2 separate regions of the Culex pipiens genome follow, and region 2 is linked to region 1. A link is a contact called in public Hi-C data. All regions are on one chromosome and are shown on one strand. Each heading gives the region's core, a stretch centred on a gene start, on an enhancer-like site or on the middle of the called end of the contact. The rest is flanking DNA. Distances are from core to core; before and after follow the strand shown. Region 1 holds the start of LOC120432418 (homeobox protein invected-like). Region 2 holds the start of LOC120430008 (segmentation polarity homeobox protein engrailed-like).

The links. Hi-C and Micro-C count contacts between places; a contact is called where the count stands out from the background.
Region 2: a Hi-C map of embryo shows a contact between it and region 1, with 9 times the contacts expected there. The contact joins the promoter of LOC120430008 here to the promoter of LOC120432418 in region 1. A contact is called at or near these places in 3 of 3 Hi-C or Micro-C datasets (embryo, whole body and whole pupa).

Annotation. Positions count from the first base shown.
Region 1 is chr2:20,444,165-20,449,035 of TS_CPP_V2, forward strand. It overlaps LOC120432418 (homeobox protein invected-like), which reads left to right and starts at 3,025. Exons shown (of 1, transcript XM_039597618.1): 1 at 3,025-3,633. The coding sequence starts at 3,025. The coding sequence ends at 3,618.
Region 2 is chr2:20,717,332-20,722,202 of TS_CPP_V2, forward strand. LOC120430008 (segmentation polarity homeobox protein engrailed-like) reads right to left here and starts at 2,117. Exons shown (of 4, transcript XR_005607526.2): 1 at 478-2,117.

The DNA.
Region 1 (4,871 bases), core at 1,775-4,274:
TTTCTGCAAACAAATGCAGGCAAACAAACAGAACAGGCAAATTGTCAAAAGTTTGTTTGTTTGTTTGTCGTAGTCTAATACGTCCTTGAGATTTCGAAAACAGTGTACATGTGGTTTATGATTGGTCCCTATATTTTGTTATATTGTATTATTGTTGCTGAATTATTTAAAATTAAAATTCTTGTTCGTTAATTGGGTTTTATTCATTTGGGCTTTTTAAATAAGAAATCTGTGGGGGGTTGACATACGTTAAATGAGAATGAAATGATCGATGGGTCTGAAGATGCAAGAGTTATGTTTAATAACTATAGTCATTGCATTTGAAAAAAAAAATCAAAAACATATTGTTACAACTAGACTCATTTCAATCTTAAACTAAATACACTCAAATCAAAACAAGCACATCAAATTTCAACAAAAAATCCAGCCTTGTTTTCAAAACACTGTTTTACCTTTTTTTTTTTAAAGAAAAAGGACAAACCGTACCGAAAGTTACCTTCATCGATTCGTTACGGTCGGTGGCCGGACCCGCTGATGTGTGTACCTGCCTCAGTTTTTTTTTGTTATGACATTTTTGTCCTCTCCCGACTTGTAAGCATCTCTAATTTGCCCAACAGGATTAGCCGGGATAATTTACGGCATTCGGCACCGCATGTGGGCCCGCAAATATTTTCAAAACAGGCGGCTTGTTTATGTCCGTTTTTTTTTCTCTTTTTTCGGTGAGAGTTTTTTTTCCGTTTTAGCTTTACGTCCAGTTTACCCAAAATTGATAAGCGTGTAGCTTTGACAACTGTTGCGATTTGTCATCCAATCGTTTAACAGCTACAGTAGAGTATTCGTAACTCGTTCCTCAGAGACTTAGGTCATTCTTAACCTGCTGGGAAACCACCACTTGTACCGAACAAACAAGTCCTCGTTTTCCCAGAATATCACGCGGCCACTTTCGAAAATTAAATCGTGCAAACCAGTCCTTGTTCGGTGTGGCTCTTCTTCCCGATTTCCCATCTTTACGATGTTCCCCCCGAAAAAAAACGAGCGAAACCATCAAATCTTAATCATAATCATCATCATCGTCATCTGAAAAGGGGTGGCCGAGGGGCGAGACAACGTGAAACATTTATTCAACGTAACATGCCAACGAGTCCCGAGTCTCGGTGCAAAGTGGTTCTTCAACACGATAAAAGTTCCCCTCCTCGGTCCTCACTCCATGTCCCTCGGTCGTCCACAAACGATCCAGATTTACCAGAGAATAAACTGCTCCAAAAGGGTGGACAACCCCCCGGTTATGCTTCAATGGAGGTAGGTTGAGGGAAGGCCGAGGGGTAGAACGATCAGGAAAGCAAAAAAGAAAAACCATATAACATAAATGCTTCATAATGTTTGAATAAACAAAGAAACATTTTCATTTTGGTGCTCCCCCCGCCACTCACACAAACCGCGACGCTCACAAATACACGCAAAGGGCTTCATCGGAATCCAACTGGAATTGTTGTGAAGCTTATTAGAGCGGGGGCTCTCCCCGTTCGCCCTTTTGGGATCAAAGTTGGCGTCGTGATGAGGGGCGTAGCGCCCTTTCAGTAAGAGCGAAAGAGCTAGGCTTATTGAGCGCTTGCGGGAGCGCGAATGAGAGCATAATCCCCTCAATTCATCGTGCCGAAAGAAGAATCGATAAAACAGAGAGAGCGCGTAAAACGAGAGCGCGCGCTCTTTCATTGTGTTCAAGTTCTCTTTTGTTTCCCTTTTCACCCACACTGCTTCGCAGTGCAAGCCACGCCCGCATCGCTTGCTGCGATCCCCAACGGCACGCACGCACACTAGCGCACGGGACGACGCCTACTACCACTTGAGAGAGCACGTTCGGTTGGGGCCACTTTCAGTTGGTCTACGTGTACCGTGATGGAACGACCATTCCGAACGCCCGTGCCCAGTCAAGTGCCGTCGCCGGTTTGCGTCTAGGGTTTTCCGCGCCGTCGCCGCGCCTGTTCCGTCCCACCTGCCCCGCTCGGAACCGTTTTGGGGAGCGTTTCTGTGGGTGTGTGAATCCGTGTTACGTGTGTGTGTATGCGTGCGGGGGTGGGCAAGCGGGGTAAATAGTAACAGACATAATAACACTAGTTTTTCTTCTTCTTTCTGTTGTTGTTGCCGCGGTCCCTTGGGTATCGTGTTGGTGACACGGTGCGAATTTAATTACCGATAATCCTTTCGGGTCGCAATTGTTTCGTGACAGAGCCGGTGAGCGGACCGCTTTCGTCTATTGTTCCCGGTAGGGTTCCGGTTTTCTTTCGAGTGTTTGCGAACCGACGGAGTTATGCAGTAGCGATGGCCACCATCATGTCGCACAATCTGCCGTTGATTCCGTTGCCGTTGAAGGCCAGCTTGGCCAAATGAACAGGTGTGGAAGGTATGGGTATCGAAGGGTGGGAGTAGGAAGTGGTTGTGATGAACGTAGTCAGTCTGATGTAGTGGTCCGGCGTGAAGCAGGGAAATGGAAAGGAGAGTGATGTGGAGTTGGAAGAGGATGATGTATGGAAGTATGAGGGTGGTGTGGTAGGAAGAGGATATGTTGTACCAGTTTGGGTATAGTGTTAGGGATGTAGTTGGGGTAATGGGTAGATGATGGAGAGGTTTGTTTTGGGTGAAGTGTGATAAGAGGGGTTGGGTGGTATTTGGGGTTAAGTGTAGGAAGAGGTAGTGGATTTAAGAGTGTTGGTAATGATTTGTAAGGTGGAGAATTGAATAGGGATATTGGGAAGTTGTTTGTGAATGAGGTAAGTTGGGTGGAGAATGATTGTTGTGGGGAAGAAAAGTAGTTAATGAGTAAATTAAGGGTTAATTAAAAAGGAGGGGATAAGATTTATTGAAGTTGAAAGATTGAATTGGGGATAGTTTGATTTTTGGTAGGAAAGTAAATATGTAGGCGTTGCGATGATTAAATGAATTTAAGGTGGGAGATATTAGTTAAGAAGGGATTAATGGTAGAAGAGGTAATGGATATGTGATGTATTGTTATATAATGTACTGATAATGATAAGATTAGAGAAGAACAGTGACATCAGCAAGCTGACCTCTCCATCCAGCCTAACCAGTATGACCTCCCGGGAAAGCTCCCAATCGCCTCCAAACAACCAGCTCCAAGCCGGCAACCACGCGGCCCATCTGCTCCAGCTAAACAACAACATTGCGCTCAACGACCAGAACCTCAAGTTCAGCATCGACAACATCCTGAAGGCGGACTTTGGCCGCCGCATTACGGATCCGCTAAAAAGAAGCGGAAAAAGCTACGCGAAAAAGCCGTCGGCTGAAAAGCCCACGACCTCTGCGGCACCGGCCGCTATGGATCTGACGTCTGTCATGACCAGCGCGGCTGGTTGCAGCGGCACCAACAGTAGCGGCCCCAGCCGCTCCTTCAACAGCAGCAGTTCTAGTGCCAGTGGAAGTGAAGTGGATGTGCCCGCGTCGCCGCAGTCCTCGACCGGTTCCAGCAAAACCGGCGAGGGGACGAGCGGTAGCACGACCACCAGTGGTAGCGGAGGGCCGATGGTGTGGCCGGCCTGGGTCTACTGTACCCGCTACAGTGATCGTCCTAGTTCAGGTGAGTGGCGTCCCGCTTTTTGTTGACGCAATTCCGCGAAAAAACGGCGAAACCGGGGGAACGTCCGGACAATGAAGGAATGGTTAAAATTCCGACCCGATACGGTTGTTTCCGTCGTTGCCACGATTAGCGCGAGGGGGTACTTGACGATGTGATAATGAAAATGAAAACCTGCTGAGTGCGCAAGGTGATGGAAGAGGGAGAGACGGGCACGCTCATCTTCATGTGACAACAAACGGCTGACGGTCGTGCCAGCCCTGGAGTCATGTGAAACGAGACAGAGAGAGCGAGAGGGGGGCAATAAAACTGACGTCTCCGGTTACCGCAGCAATTACGTTGTCGGTGCATTGACCAGCTTGAGTCTCACTTTGGCCAGAATTGAGCAATGCTGGTTTTAGGGGTCAAGTCCGGCCCTGGGTTGTTCTAGAAATCGACGCGCGCTTGCTTTGATCGCTTCGCGATCGCTTGCACCTGCACTAATCGCGGGCCCTCAACGCCTGCTTCGGCATGGTCTACTGAGGTCGGTTGACATGAGCGGGACGTGACGTTGAACATGATGTTGCTGGTGCGTTTTCAGCGCCCCGCGAAGCAACATGTGAGGGGCAAGATAAGATAAACGCCACGACAACTGCGGGCTGGTCTGGCCAGGGGGAGGGAGTGCGGGGCTACGCCCCGAGGGACTCGGTGCCGGACAACACTTGTAGAAGGAGTCGTTTCCTATCTTACATCACCCTCTTGGAGAGCAATGAAAGTGGTGCGATTCCGGGCATTCCACCCAGGGTTTGGAGAGCAAAAAGCCCATTTATTTGCGGTCTCGGTTTGGAGTTCGCAATTTTAATGGCTTTTTTCGGGACCGCACCTCTCTAGTAGATTTTAATGTCATCATTTTAATTTCCTCTGCACATAATTTAGTTGTAATTAAGTGGGCACCGTTTGGTAATGTGATACTTGGATCACGACTACTTGCGCGCATGTGCACCTTTGGTAGCACCCTTCTTGGACTCTGACTGACAGCCTGCTTGGACCGTCCACGTTAAAATTGAAAAAATTAAACCGGACCGGGTTGCCATTTTGCGCCATTTTTCCCGCGTTATTTATTAATGCTTTTCTTCTGGGAACCGACCGGGCCGGACTCTGTGTGCATTTAATTAACACATAAACCCCCGTAATTAAAATGCCCTTTTTTACCACTTAGATTTTGCTAGCATTTCTTTCCACGTTCAAACTGATTTTTTTGAGGTGGTGCCGACAAAGGTTCTCCCCGCGGTCAGGGAGCAGG
Region 2 (4,871 bases), core at 867-3,366, 270 kb after region 1:
TTAAGATAAGATCTTGAAGATCTGGAAGATCAACCGAAGCTTGTACACTGTCTTTTAAGTTTTTTGAACTTTACAGAACTACAGTGTACTGAACCGAACTCAATCCAGAAATTTTGAAGCAAAATGAACTCATTGAGCAGTCATGGAGTTGAGATATTGGAGATCTGGTCGATCAACCGATGCGTATAACATCGTTTCTGTCGGCATTTTGAATTGGTAGATAACTTCAGTGTACCAAACAAAACTGGAATCCAAAATTCTAGAGCAAATTTAGCACTCAATATCTCTTCAGAGTTGAGATCATGAAGATCTGGATGATCAACCCAAACTTGTACACCGTCAATTTAGGTTTTTTTTTCAGTTGGTAGAGCTTTACAGAAGAACCCTTAGCCAAAATTCTAAACCATAATGAGCACTGCAGACAGTCATGGAGTTGACATATGAAGATCTGATCGATCAACCGTGACTGAAACTTACCGGAACTTGGTCGATCGCTGTACCGCGTACAATACACCCACGCCGGCCACAGATTTCCGTTGCCATCGCCATCCTTGCTACTCCCCGTCTCCGATCGCGCATCATCCGACGAGGCACCATCGTTGTTGTTGTTCTGATTTCCGGAATCCCCATTCGCCCGACTCTCACCCCCACCATTTCCGGGCAGGCTCGTGGCGACCGTTGCCGTCGGTTTCGGGATCGGTCGCGGGCTCAGCTTTGGCGAGGCACTGCTGCACACGGAACTACGCGAGTCGTTGGACGGGGCGGGGTTCGAGGCTACGTGCTGACCGATTTGGGACACCGTTTTACAGAGGGATCCTAGCGGGGGCATCGAGTGCGGGTGGATTGAGGCTGCGGCGGCCGCTTTGGCCTGGTTCTCCAGCAGTTTCTGCTGGAACTTGCGGTGGCTGTTGATGATCTCTTCGTGCAGTTTGGGGTAGCTGGTGGCGCTGAAGCTGTTCAGGAGCGGGTTCCGGGGGTCTATGCTGGGGATGGTCTTGGTGCTGAAGTCGTATAGAGTTGGGATTCGCGGGTGGTACGGGTTGTTGTTGTTGAACATGAGCATGCTGGCGGCGGTAGCTGCGGCAGCCGCCGTTTGGGGTTCGTAGCAGGTCGAGTCCTGGGATTCGCTGTCTGTATGGTACGGATTGTGGCTACTGCTACCGTTGCTGGAACATAACCGCGGGGACTTGCTGATGTCGTACGGACGGAACAGACTTTCTCGCCTTTCCAGGGCACGTTGCTGAACATGGAAGCTACTGTGATGATGGTGAGGGAGATGGTGCGGGGCTGGCCCGTTGGGGCTACCGGAGTCTGAGCTGCAAGGTGGACTTGCCATGGGACTAGCCGGCTGCTGGGTTGCCATTTGGGGCCCCTTGCCGAAGCTTTCGCTCAGGATGTTCGAGATCGAGAACGAAATGCTGGTATGCTGGGGTGGCGGAGCGGGGCTCTGATCGCCGACCTCCTGCTTGATGTGCATCGGAGACATCGGAACCAGTGGCGACATCTCTTCGCGAGTAGGCGAAACTCCGTTGATCATTGTGGCGGAATTGACCGGACTTTGGCTGTGGTGATGGTGATGGGGCGGACTGGGTGCACTCTGGGGACTGCAACGGTCTTCCAATGCCATACTGACACTTCAAGTCTCACACTAGGCTTACACTTGGTTTACACTTGGTTTTTATTTGTTTAAGTTATTCACACACTGAGTACTTCAATCCCTCCTAACACTTCACTAGGCAATCTCACTTGATCGTCACTGGAACTTGTCATCAACACTCAAGCGACTCAAAGAAATTCCTTAAGCCCAAACACACGTGTGCGTCCACGAGGAACGACTCCGACGAAGTAACACGAAGGGTGCGGACCGAAAATCACGTCAGTCCGAAAAACAAACACACGCGGCTGATCCCAATTGTCCGAAAACGCCGCACCAAAGCGGAATCGAGAAAGATGATCCGATCTTCGACGACCACGGCAATCCGACACAAACACTCGAGAGCGAACACGAGCGAGCGTACGAGCGACGAGCTATCTTCTATTATAAATTGTGATGTGACATAGTCAAATGTCACCTGTGATCTGAGCCTCTGTGACTGACAGCTGAGTGAGAGCTCAACCAAACTGACTGGTTTGTTTTTTGCGCCCAGGCTACACAGCTTCTCCACTCTGGTATCTCTATTAACGCTCACTCACTGCATCTCGCTCACCCCCGCAAGCTCACATCGCTCGCTCTCTTTCCCAGCCTCGAGCTCGTCCGCCGGATCAGTTTACACAACGCACACACGCGCAAACCGCAGCAACCACTGCGAGCGAGAGCGAGACCGCCTAACCCGTGCGCCTTGGGCGCAAGCGAGACGCAACACAAATAAATTCATCAACACAAACATATTTCAGCGCTAATTGGTCCTTGCTTGTATTGGTGGCAGCAAACAGCTTGCACAGTAGGCGTGGCCGAGCGCACGCACACGGCGAAACGAGCGAATCACGAGCGCTCGCCTACCACGATTGTGTGCGTGACGTCGGGCTTAGTTCCCTTTTTCGCCGTTCACATTTCCCACACGACGTTCGTCGTTTGGGTGTACGCTTCGCGCGATCGGTATGCCGCTACATTCATACAACTTTATTACTTCAATCAAGATTCGTTCGCTCAATCTCTCTCGCTCTCTTCTCTTCGCGCTAACCCCACCCCTCGGTCGCGTGGGATTAGGTCGATTTTTTTGCTGCTCGTTTTGTCCGGTTGGAGAGGGAATCGAACCCGCGACCACCCATCTTGCGGCGCGGCCGCTGCGCCGGGCAAATCGAGATGTTATTTTTATAATTGTATAATTTCAAAATTAACTACTTAATGTAAATATATGTGTGCAAGCGAACCTCGTCTCTCTTCAAGCCGCGTCGCTCCTACAAGTCGGACCTGCATCGGGCAAACAATTGAAGAGAGTCCGATACGCTGCGCTGCGCTGCCATAGGTTATGTGTATTCAATTAGCGTTGCGAGAGCTTGGGAGTCGCTCGGTTTTCGAGCTGTCAAAAACTAATCACTTCAAACTCTTCGGCAAAACTTGTGGCAAGGAGGGGGGTGGGGACGGGACAACAAATTAAGCTGTCATTCGCGATGGATGTGGCGCGGCGGTCGTCAATTTATTAAATCATTATCTGCATATATGCTAATTATGAGAAGGTGGTGCCGACGGCAGCGCCGCTTCACTGCCAAGGTTTGAAGTTTTTTGCCGTGACGCGACGCGTCGGACCGACAAAGGTGATAATCAATTACGCGGGATCGGGATTGATGTGTGGATTGGACGGGATGAAATTTTGCGCGTGAGTGGCCCAGCCTGGTCAGTAATGGGGCCTAGACGGCAGAATTGATTGGGCCGTAAAGGTTATTTATTGGCAATCAAATTTGGTCATTTTGGAGCGGCGGCAAAAAAGCTGATTAAGACTAATGGAATGGTGTTAGATTTGACAAATTAACAGAAAGGCCAAAGAATAGTTGATAATAACCAAAGAATTAGGAATGTGCTTAAATTTGTTGTAACATAAAGCATTTTTTATTTGTATTTAATCATACGTTTTATAGTAAAATGATCCAAATGACAGCTTTTTTAAACTTTCAAACCAAATCGAAATTATTTTCTGTAAATTTAAAATTAAACTTCCGGAATATTTTATCCTAATCGTTCTATTTGCAAAATGTTTGCACGTATATAATAAAAAAATTGACGAAATTATTTGACAACTAGGGTTTGCTTTAAATTAAACATTGTACAATTACACGTTTCTGCTATATAAGTTTACTAATAAAAATGCGTTTCAAAAGGAAAAGTGTGGACTTTTAACAGCGCACAATTAATAATAATATAATATAAATCTTGTAACAAATCTGAAAACTCTATGTCGTTGAATTTGTATACATTTAAATGTTTCTAAAATCGTCGACATTTTTTCGATATTGCTGTAAATGTTTTCAAAATGGAAAAGCTTACAGAATATCTATCCGTGCAAGAAGAATCTTTATCAACAGATTGCAGCATTCAAAATCGATGAAGAAGGGCCTGTTTTAAAAAGGTCCAATAACAAAATTTTTTTTTTGCTTTTTGGGTATTTTTGAAACCGTCTTAAGTCAAAGGTATTTAAAACACATAAAAACAAAAAATGATTTTTCTATCAGACAATTAAAATAAACATTCAAGAATAGTAATCTTATTGATGCATTCGCATTAAAATGCAATGAGCCGCTAATAGAACTTTCACTTTTTGCAGACAATCAAAGTTGGAATAAATTTGAACAATCGAGATCAATATTCAATGAAATAACGGGGAGAGATTCATGAAAATATCGTTTTGAGATTTCGAGGAAGAGTTTTGTTGACATGTTTTCTTATTTGTCACTTTCGGCTGTGATAAAATTTGATATTCAGTTGTAATTTTCAGACAAGTCCAATGTTTTTGTTTTTTTTACAATCCGTTACCCAAAATTTTGTCATTATTTAAAGAGCCCTGTTTTGAACGAAAAACGTAAAAATATAATCCAAGATCTTGAAAAAAAAAAAACAAGTGACACATTCTCCGACAATGTACACCTTAGGATGAAATTTTGAAAAGCGTGTATGAGCTATTTGGATATTTTTCCTCGATTCTAGACTACTTGAAGCTTCAAAAATCATGGTTTTCATTAATTGATCATTTGAATATCATTTTGTACATGTTGGTTAGGTTATGCATCAATTCGTGATAAAATCATCGTTTTAAAACATTTTTCTAAAAACTCCTGGTTTTCAGCGAAATAAAATCCAAAAAATATTCTTTTGATTGCGTTTTGTAGGTTTTTAGTTGTACTAAACGGAAATGTCATGGTTTGCAGTTTATCTTAAG